Linked DNA regions of Mus musculus: region 2 is linked to region 1. The links are chromatin contacts, called in public Micro-C maps. All regions are on one chromosome and are shown on one strand. The core of a region is the stretch at or near the end of the contact, and the rest is flanking DNA. Distances in the headings are between cores, read along the strand shown. Region 1 has its middle 13 kb from the start of Gm40822. Region 2 has its middle 56 kb from the start of Gm40822.

Region 1 (5,529 bases), core at 2,063-4,562:
CTCTTGGAGGATTTTACCTTTGATGAGTATGAAGTGCCCCTGCTTGTCCTTTTTGATAACTTTGGGTTGGAAGTCGATTTTATCTGATATTAGAATGGCTACTCCAGCTTGTTTCTTCAGACCATTTGCTTGGAAAATTGTTTTCCAGCCTTTCACTCTGAGGTAGTGTCTGTCTTTTTCCCTGAGATGGGTTTCCTGTAAGTAGCAGAATGTTGGGTCCTGTTTGTGTAGCCAGTCTGTTAGTCTAAGTCTTTTTATTGGGGAATTGAGTCCATTAATATTAAGAGATATTAAGGAAAAGTAATTGTTGCTTCCTTTTATTTTTGTTGTTAGAGTTGGCATTCTGTTCTTGTGGCTGTCTTCTTTTTGGTTTGTTGAGGGATTACTTTCTTGTTTGTTCTAGGGCGTGATTTCCGTCCTTGTATTGCTTCTTTTCTGTTATTATCCTTTGAAGGGCTGGATTCGTGGAAAGATATTGTGTGAATTTGGTTTTGTCATGGAATTCTTTGGTTTCTCCATCTATGGTAATTGAGAGTTTGGTCGGGTATAGTAGCCTGGGCTGGCATTTGTTTTCTCTTAGTGTCTGTATAACATCTGTCCAGGCTCTTATGGCTTTCATAGTCTCTGGTGAAAAGTCTGGTGTAATTCTGATAGGCCTTCCTTTATATGTTACTTGACCTATCTCCCTTACTGCTTTTAATATTCTATCTTTATTTAGTGCATTTGTTGTTCTGATTATTATGTGTCGGGAGGAATTTCTTTTCTGGTCCAGTCTATTTGGAGTTCTGTAGGCTTCTTGTATGTTCATGGGCATCTCTTTCTTTATGTTTGGGAAGTTTTCTTCAATTATTTTGTTGAAGATATTAGCTGGCCCTTTAAGTTGAAAATCTTTATTCTCATCAATTCCTATTATCTGTAGGTTTGGTCTTCTCATTGTGTCCTGGATTTCCTGGATGTTTTGAGTTAGGATCCTTTTGCATTTTGTATTTTCTTTGACTGTTGTGTCGATGTTCTCTATGGAATCTTCTGCACCTGAGATTCTCTCTTCCATTTCTTGTATTCTGTTGCTGATGCTCGCATCTATGGTTCCAGATCTCTTTCCTAGGGTTTCTATCTCCAGCGTTGCCTCACTTTGGGTTTTCTTTACTGTGTCTACTTCCCTTTTTAGTTCTAGTATGGTTTTGTTCATTTCCATTACTTGTTTGGATGTGTTTTCCTGTTTTTCTTTAAGGAATTCTACCTGTTTGGCTGTGTTTTCCTGCTTTTCTTTAAGGGCCTGTAACTCTTTAGCAGTGGTCTCCTGTAATTCTTTAAGTGACTTATGAAAGTCCTTCTTGATGTCCTCTATCATCATCATGAAAAATGTTTTTAAGTCTGCGTCTAGATTTTCGGTTGTGTTGGGGTGCCCAGGACTAGGTGGGGTGGGAGTGCTGCGTTCTGATGATGGTGAGTGGTCTTGATTTCTGTTAGTAGGATTCTTACGTTTGCCTTTCGCCATCTGGTAATCTCTGAAGCTAGCTGTTATAGTTGTCTCTGTTAAGAGCTTGTACTTCAGGTGACTCTGTTAGCCTCTATAAGCAGACCTGGGAGGGTAGCACTCTCCTTGGTTTCAGTGGGTAGAGTATTCTCTGCAGGAAAGCTCTCTTCTTGCAGGGAAGGTACCCAGATATCTGGTGTTTGAACCGGACTCCTGGCAGAAGTTGTGTTCCACTCACTAGAGGTCTTAGGATCCCGTGGGGAGTCCTGTGTGGGCCCTTGCGGGTGTCAGGCAACTCCGCTGGCTAGGAAGCCCTGGGCTCGAGTGGAGCGGAAGGGGCTTTTGTCCCGGGTCAGGCCTGGGCAGTCTGCTTCCCTATGTACCGCAGTCTCAGGTTCCGCGTGCTTGGATTGGGGCCGGCGCTGTGTTCCACTCACCAGAGGTCTTAGGATCCCGTGGGGAGTCCTGTGTGGGCCCTTGTTGGTGTCAGGGAACTCCTCTGGCCAGGAAGCCCTGGGCTCGAGTCCTTAATTTTTTAATACTTATTTTATGTGTATGAGTGTTTTGCCTGTTTGTGTGTCTGTATGCCTGTGTATATCTGTGCACATGTGTGTAAGTACATGTAAATGCATGTATATGTATGTGTACATATGTATATGTGTGTGCATGTATGTATGTATGTGTGTGTGTATATATATGTGGGCATGTGTGTGTGTGTGTATGTACACCTGGGGCTCCTTGGTCATTAGAAGAAGGAAATGAGGTTCCCTGGAACTGGAGTTGTGGAAGACCGTGAATGTTAGGAATTGAACCTGTTAGAAACAAATGCTCTGAGCCACTGAGATTTTAAGATTTTAGAATCCAGATTATTGGCATCAGGGGAATAAAAGGATTCTGGCTCTTAATCTATTCACTATTGCTGGAGCAGAATGCCCAAAACTGGATAGTTTATAAAGAAAACAGGTTTATTCTAGTCCTGGGTTCTGGAAGCTCTTAACCTCTGAACCATTTCCCCAGACCCTGTCAAACATGAAGTATTTTTCAAAAAAGAAAATGTTTGAAAGGTCTGGAAGCACACACACACCTTGATTCCAGCACTGAGGAGGAGGCCGAAGCTGATAGAAGCTGTCAGTTCAAAGCCCATAAATTTCGAACTTGCCATAGCTATATAGTGATGCTTACACACAAACACACACACACACACACACACACACACACACACACACACACAGAGGGGAGGGGGATGGGGAGGGGGAGAGAGAGGAAGAAAAGAATGTATGCATGCACTGATGCATTTAGGGGTAAAACACTGCATCTGAAATGTGTTTATGATACTTGGGAAGCCAGGAGGGACTTACTGTTAACCACTCCTGGAATTGGTGAAATGCAGTTTATTTTTCTTTACATACATACTTGGGAAGTTTTCACAATAAAAATATTCTATAGTGGTACATACCTTTAATTCCAGCATTCAGGAGGCAGAGGCAGGTTCAAGACCAGCCTGGTCTACAAAGAGAGTTACAAGGCAGCCAGGGTTATCACCCAGAGAAACCCTGTGTGACTGGGGAGGCAGGGAGGAGTATGGGACTGGGGATGTTGTTTTGCATGAATAAAATAATCTAGGCAGTTATACTAAGTGAATCGAGATCTGAGAAATAATTTGGTCTCATTTGAGACTTGCCAGGTTTGATAAAGCGGATTCTAAAATGTAATGAAAGCCAAAGAGTAAAGTTAAGGGGACAGAACTCTTGGGAAGTGACTCAGCAGTACAGCCAGACTGCCATCCCCATAAACAAATGGAGAGGATTCTGGAAACCACATCCAACAAACAAGCATTGGCACAGGATACTTAGAGCAATGACTCAGGACTTCCTGAGGCTGTCTGCAGAGCTACTTCTCTGTCCCATGGATGTGATGCCCCAAACCAAAGATTTCAGTGTGTCTCTGGCGCGGACACTCTCCATAGTGTCAGGATGGTTTTCCCTTTAGGATCTCAGCAGCATTGGCTCTTGCAGAAGTTTCTGGGAGGGTGGAGATCTAGAGGCACAGGCAAGCCCCACCCTGTGGCCTCAGACAATTTGTCTCTCCAAGGACTGGTGCTGCTAGGGACCTCCTTAGTGTCATGGAGCCCCCACAGCTGCTTTTCTACATGTATGGCCAGAAGGGGAGCGCCCTCGGGTAGGGCAGAAAGACTCCTGCCCCAGTCCCGGGGTCCCAATCCTGGGCCCTATTCCAACCTGCACCCTGCTTTCTCTGAAACCTTAGCATGTGGTCTCACTATGGGTCCTCAGCATAGGAATCTGCATTATAAACCTTGGCAAGTCTCAAAGGAGATCAAATTATTTTTCAGACCTTTTGCATCATGACCAGGGCCTTTTCCTTCCCTCCCTTAAAGCGCCCACTGATAACATCTTCCAGCACAATTGGGTAAGCAGCCTCAATTCTCAGCTTGTCTGGGTGTCAGGAGCCATAATGGGACAAGCTAATAACTAGCAGGTGATCATCCTGAAATGGCCTGCTTCAGATTATTATATAATCTGCGACAGGTACACCCTTATTAAACAAGGCTGTAAGGGATTCACTTTAGAAAAGATTCCTGCTATTAATATGCTTTTCCTGTTATTATTAAACACATATAATAATCACTAAGTAATAGCACACCCCTTTGGTGTGGATCTCTGCAGGTCCATGAAGATATACTGTCTTATAGTGATGCTATATAGATAAATAAATGACTTAAGTCTCTATAGTGATCATATAAGAATTCCTAAAATTATATCAACTCATTATGGAACTGCTATTAGATCCTTTTCTGATAGTCATGACTTCGATGAGAACTCAAGTGTCACCAGTTAATTGCTCTTAGATAATAATCAGACTTTCTCCTGCTCAGAGCACATTCTAAGAGGTATAAAACAACGAACCAAAGGTCATAAAAAGGGAACTAAGGATTTATTATAGGTGCTAGGACAGAATATAAAATATTGTCTGGGTTTATGTATACAAAACTTCACTTATATATGGTTTTTTTTTTTTTGGGCTAGGACACTTCATCAAGAGAAATCTTTTTTTTTAATTAGGTATTTAGCTCATTTACATTTCCAATGCTATACCAAAAGTCCCCCATACCCACCCACCCCTACTCCCCTACCCACCCACTCCCCCTTTTTGGCCCTGGCGTTCCCCTGTACTGGGGCATATAAAGTTTGCGTGTCCAATGGGCCTCTCTTTCCAGTGATGGCCGACTAGGCCATCTTTTGATACATTATATATGGTTTTAAACCTTCAGTCAACCTGTAGAGCTGAGACAAGTGATGGATGTTTACATAGATAATTAATCCTATGGATATGCATGTAAACATTCCCTGTTGTAAATGTCTATTTCAATTTATGATTTGATTTTTTGTGTGAACTTATGAGTAACTTTGTAATGTGATCATGTACTCTGAAAGATGTTGAAGTGCTGAGGACAAAGAGAAGAATCAGAACTGTGGTGAGAGGATCGGAAGTGAGAGGAACTGAGCTGTGAGAGGGAACTGAGCTGAGAAGAAGTTTTTAGACAGAACACTTTATAGACAACTAAACTCAAGAAGAACTTAGAAGTACAGGCAGAGTTTTGGGAGAAAAGGCATTGAGAGTAAGAACATTGCTGTGACTTCAGAGCAGAAGAGAACAAGATTACAAGGAGAATGCAGAGTGGAATAACGTAGAAACATAAAACACTAAGAAAGCAATGTGCAGAATGTAAAGGGAAAGAGGAAAAAAGATGCTGCAGAGAGCAGAAGGAACAAGCAAGCTTCTCCTTACCATGGGACAGAACAGGTCCCATGGTAAGGACAAGGCAGGCTTAGACTTATTAAAAGGAACAAAGCATTTTTCTTATAAACATGGATTTAATTCAGTTAGCATTAAAAGGGTGGAAGGCTTTTCTCTCCCTATGCAATAAAGATTGGAGCTCATTTTTCATCCAGAATGAGTGAGGAGTTCTTTCTGCACTGGTGCTTGGTCTTTTGCTCCATATGCATGTCAGTATGGATGTGTGTGTGTAAGTA
Region 2 (4,991 bases), core at 834-3,333, 68 kb after region 1:
AAGGAGTGCATCAGAGAGGCAAAGTGAGGCAGAGAGGGAGAGAGGCAGAGACAAAGAGACCCAAGAGAACCATTTCAGCATGGCTAAAATGGCAGGGTTATATAGGATGAGAAGCTGAGGAAAGGTAAGGTCCTAGGCTGAATTTAGTGACCAATGGGAGGGTCTACAGTGATCAGAGAGCAATGCTTTGAGATATAAGATTTGTAAGAGCGGAGGAGAGTGAAAAGTAAAGAAAGCTTAGAGATTTGCTTGTGTGGTGGCAGAACCGTGACAGGACAAGAGAGTGCAGAGGCTCTGCCATCTTGTATTCTTGATGAGGCCAATTTAGGTTTAACTAGAATTTGATTTCCTTGAAGAAAAGGAAGTCCTATAGAAAATTATTTGACTTTACTCTAGGAATCTGAGGTCAAGATACCCCAGCTAGCTTACCTTAGCTTTTGTTAAACTGCCCACTTGTACAAAACCTCTCATTTTAGCTGACTGATTACCCTATCTTCTGTTAAACTTCTTGCTTATTCAAACTCTTCCCCAGCAGCTGCCAGTGAGATACCATGGGATGTGGTTTTTGCTTTTTAAAAACCTGTTACTCTAAATACTCAACACTATATGTGGATCCCAAATTCCTGAGTGTGGTTCAAGTTGTCTAGAATAAAGCCCTTTTCAATGCCTATAGAGTGTGTTTGCTCTTCTCTGGTTATAATCTATGAGAATTTGGAAACCAAGTGTGCCATTGAAGTGGCCATTGAAACTGATTGTCTGAATAGAGGCCAAGCTGTTAGCAGTAAGAAAATGGAGGTGTAATGGAATCCCTGAGACTGAGGGATTGGGGGTTGGGGGGGGGGAGAGAGAAGAGATCAGAGAATGCTAATGAGGGGTCATGAGAAAATTATGAATGGGAAGAGCCCATGTTTAAAGATAGGCAAACCTCCAGGAGTGAGCAAGAGAGGAGGCAGGAAGAGAGTTGTAAGGAACTTCCAGGAAAGGTGGGAGAGACTTAGGAAATGGAGTCATTAGGAATGGAGACACAGAGAAGTAAGAGAAGTGCTGTAGTAACAGAGTCTGAATCCAAGGATGTCTTTAAAGAGAAAGTGATGTCAGAGAGAGGCCCAGGATCAATGGAGGGTTTATTTGGCTTACACTTCTCCATTGCTGTTCATCACAGAAGGAAGTCAGGACAGGCAGAGACTCAAACAGGGCTGGAACCTGAAGGTAGGAGGTGATACAGAGAGAGAGAGCTAGAGGGAGAGAGAGAGAGAGAGAGAGAGAGAGAGAGAGAGAGAGAGAGAGAGAGAGAGAGAGAGAGAGAGAGAGAGAGAGAGAGAGAGAGGTGTTGCCTATTGGCTTGCTTCCCAGGGCTTGCTCAGTATGTTTTTTTTATAGAACCCAGGACTACCAGCCCAGGGATGGCACCACTCACAATGGGCTGGTCCCTCACCCATTGGTCAGTAAGTGAGAAAATACTTCACAGCCGAATCTTATGGAAGCACTTCATCAACTGAGGCTCCTTTCTCTCTGATAGTTCTAGTTTGTGTCAAGTAGACTAACACAAAACCAGCTAGTACACTCAATAAACAGAAGAAAAAAATACAAACTAGTATGGAGAAGTAAAAGAATAAACTGACCAACCTCTAAATTTAACAAACAGAAACCGCCAAAACAAACTGCCTTCAGGCTACTATTATAATTTATGAAACATAAATTAGTTTCATGTTTAGAGTTATGTCCTCTCGAAAGAACATCTTACTAGGTTTACTCAGATCTGCCCTACTCCTAAAAACTTCAAAATCCAAAGTCCCCATGGGCCCAGAATTTCAAAGAGGAAAATAAACACAGTCTGTACTGAGTGTTAGAAGAGATTCCATATTTTTCAGTGTGATGGCTAATATTATGGTTTAACTTTAAATTACTGTGCCTAAGAGATCTATAAAACAAAAATACCTCAAACCTGAAAGCCCCACTTGCCCAAGGAACTATAACTTCTGGAATGCTGTGATCTTGTTCATGTAGCATATCAAACAGTGTGGTTTTGCTTTTGTAAACAAGCTTGGTCACTCTGGAATGCACAAGATGTGTGCTTGATTACAGGAAGCTGTGGTTGTCTCTGACTGCAGGAATTAACATAGTCAGCTGACTTTAGCCTTTATAAGTCCCTGACTCATGTCATTTGGCACAATGTCTCTGGGAATCCTGAGTCTCAGATATAGACCTGGCCAGTATCCATGACCCTGGCCAGTATTTAATAAAGCCTTTTATGTGTTAAAATTTATTAACAGTTACACAGGTGAATCGCTGAACAACCCCAGGTGCATAAAACCAAATATCCAATATAGTAGTCTGTAAGAAAATTAGACAAGCATGTTTATTCAGTGTCTGTTGCAGAATATTTGATCACATTGTGCACACCAAGATTATGAACTGGATTTCATTTTAATGAAAATTATGATATGGCTTGGCCTTTGATCCTAGAGTTTTCTGTTTACTGTAAACAAGGACGTATAGTGTGGCTCAGCCCTAGCACACAGCTTTAATCCAAGAGCTAAATAAAGTCAACCTTAGGACAAGAACAAGCAGGGCAAGAACAAGCAACCAGTTGACAGGAAGTGAACATCAGTAAATAGAAAAGAGGGCCGTTGACTTGGAGGGTATTTAAGACAATGTAGAGAAGGAGAGGAAACTTTTCCTTTGGGGACATCAGTGGAATAGGAGGGTCAGTTGGGTGCTTTCTCTGCCTCTCTGAGCTAGCAGGCTTTTACTACAGCAACTGGCTCTTGAGTGTTCTTTGGTAAATCAAACATTTAGAGTTTTATTTTTTAGAACGAGTGTCACACACATCACTTCCTCACTTTGTAGCAGTATGTATGACCCACATACAGCAGGGACAGAGTGACTGTTGGTGGCTATATACAGCAATGATTTTTGTGCCAAAGAAGCAAAGCTTTCACACTGATTTTACTTTAAAGTAGTAAGTAGCTCCAAAAAGTTCAAATTGTGTGTGTTTTCATGAATATTGATGTACATGAGATATTCCTAAAAAGTGAAATATCAGGCATAAGGATAAATTATTCCTTTTCATTTGTAACATTAGGGGTTGGCCTTTTGAGCCAGTTTAACTCAAACAATACTAATTGTTAGTCTGATTATGTGAAAGCTACATTATTATTGTGGATTTTAAAGATGAGCTTCAAAATCTCATCACACTTGACTTGATAAGTCAAGTCATAAGAAGTAAATAAGTTTTTGAAGTCAGATCTATGACTATGAAAATATGACTTAAGTGGTTTTAAAAATTACATTTTAATTAATATAATAAATTAGATGGCTTAAAAATATTAACTGATGTATTCAGTCTCTCCAAAATATTTCAGTGGATACAGTGATATCTGGAGTAGATTTTGTGAATATTCTTTCTGTAGATTTATTTTTAATTATATGTAAATATAAATGTCTGTGTCTTCTGCGGGTGTGTGCACATGAGTGTAGGTGTCCATGGGGGACAGCCCCATTGGTATCCCTGGAAAAGGAGTTTGAGACAATTGTGTTTCCCTTGATCTAGTGTCCTCTCCAAGAACAGTACTGATGTTTATAGCTGATCCCCTCTCTAGCCCCTGTAGATATTATTTTTCATAGTTTAAAATTTAGAATTCTCAGAGTCCAAATGCATTGTTTTCTAGCCTCTTGTGAAGACACATAGGGTGATCGTGTGTTCCTGCAGCAGCATAGAAAAAGAGAATTTGACTTTCAAATACAACAGCTCCCAATGTTTAAATAAAAAGACATGTTTATTTGATATTCTAGAAATTCTTGTTTTCATCTACTGTGAATGGGACCTGTGTGCTTCACCAACTATCTAGCCTTCAGTTTCAGTACAGGTTTATGCAGAGTCTAACCTGAAGCTCACAGTCTTCCTGTGTGGCTAACAAAGCCAGCAAAGATCTCTCTCAGCTCCTAAGCTTCCTGTGGTGGAAAAACATCATCCCCTGCTGTGCTCTCTACTCTTCAAGGTTGTTTTAATGGTATCTTGCCCAGGAGAAATCCTTAGGCTAACTGAATTCAAATTTTAGCTGAAGTGATATTTTAGATCCTTTTAAAGATTTTTGTTGAATCATCATTTTCCTTGAAATAAAAGGACCTGGCTTCCACTTGCTAAAATTGCCTAAGCTTTTAGGTCACTTATCCCATGTTCTTATCCCATCACTGATTATCATTTTGGCAATCTCTTATTGATAGCTAAATTAGATTATCTATGTGTGTATGTATTTTCTCTGTATAATCCATGCCAATACTTATAAAATGACACCCCAAATTGATTCAATGACCTATTTTTATATCATATATGATTATCCCCACCCCAAAGATAATCAATTTAAGATAGTGTCTAATTTATAACTATGACTTAATGGTATATATCTATAGTAGTTTGAAAGAAAATTATCACCACAGGTAGTAGAACTATTAGGAGCTATGGCATTGTTGGCATAGGTATGGTCTTGTGGGAGGAAATGTGTCACTAATAGGTAGGCTTTGAGACCTCAGAAGCTCAAGCTAGCCCCTTGTACCTCATTCTCTTCCTGCTGCCTCCAGATCTAGATATAACTCTCCCAGTTACCAAGTGGATCAAGGACCTCAACATAAAACCAGGACTCAAAGGGAGGGACCTTAGATGAAATGTCCGACAGCAGGGAGAGGGAACTTATAGAGTCCACCTCCAGCCAGAAGACAGAACATCAAATATGGGATGGGGTTACTATCCCACAGTCACATCTCTGACCCATAATTGTTCCTGTCTGAATGAATTACAGGGATGGAAATGGAGAGGAGCCTGAGAAAAAGAAGGTCCAGCAACAGGCCCAGAGAGGGATCCAGCTCAAGGGGAGGTCCCAAGGCCTGACACTATTACTGAGGCTATGTAGTGCTCACAAAATCAACCTATCATGACTGCCCTCCGAAAGACCCAACAAGCAGCTGAAAGAGTCAGATGCAGATATTTGCAC

Evidence for each region. A called contact is a pair of places that touch in the nucleus more often than the background predicts.
Region 2: a Micro-C map of granulosa cells shows a contact between it and region 1, with 3 times the contacts expected there. The contact joins two enhancer-like sites. A contact is called at or near these places in 8 of 484 Hi-C or Micro-C datasets (cardiomyocytes, cranial neural crest, granulosa cells and 3 more) and 2 of 115 datasets of contacts at active chromatin or transcription factors (oligodendrocyte precursor cells and pancreatic cancer cells).

The regions. Positions count from the first base shown.
Region 1 is chr11:31,153,884-31,159,412 of GRCm38.p6, forward strand. No RefSeq gene overlaps it. Among named protein-coding and RNA genes, the nearest start is that of Gm40822, 13 kb to the right of the region's middle. Within about 2 kb of position 3,313, at least 26 of the 459 cell types and tissues checked have an H3K27ac peak or open chromatin away from gene starts, as enhancers often do. A contact at or near this core is called in granulosa cells and pancreatic cancer cells, where this site is marked.
Region 2 is chr11:31,223,463-31,228,453 of GRCm38.p6, forward strand. No RefSeq gene overlaps it. Among named protein-coding and RNA genes, the nearest start is that of Gm40822, 56 kb to the left of the region's middle. Within about 2 kb of position 2,084, at least 31 of the 459 cell types and tissues checked have an H3K27ac peak or open chromatin away from gene starts, as enhancers often do. A contact at or near this core is called in granulosa cells and pancreatic cancer cells, where this site is marked.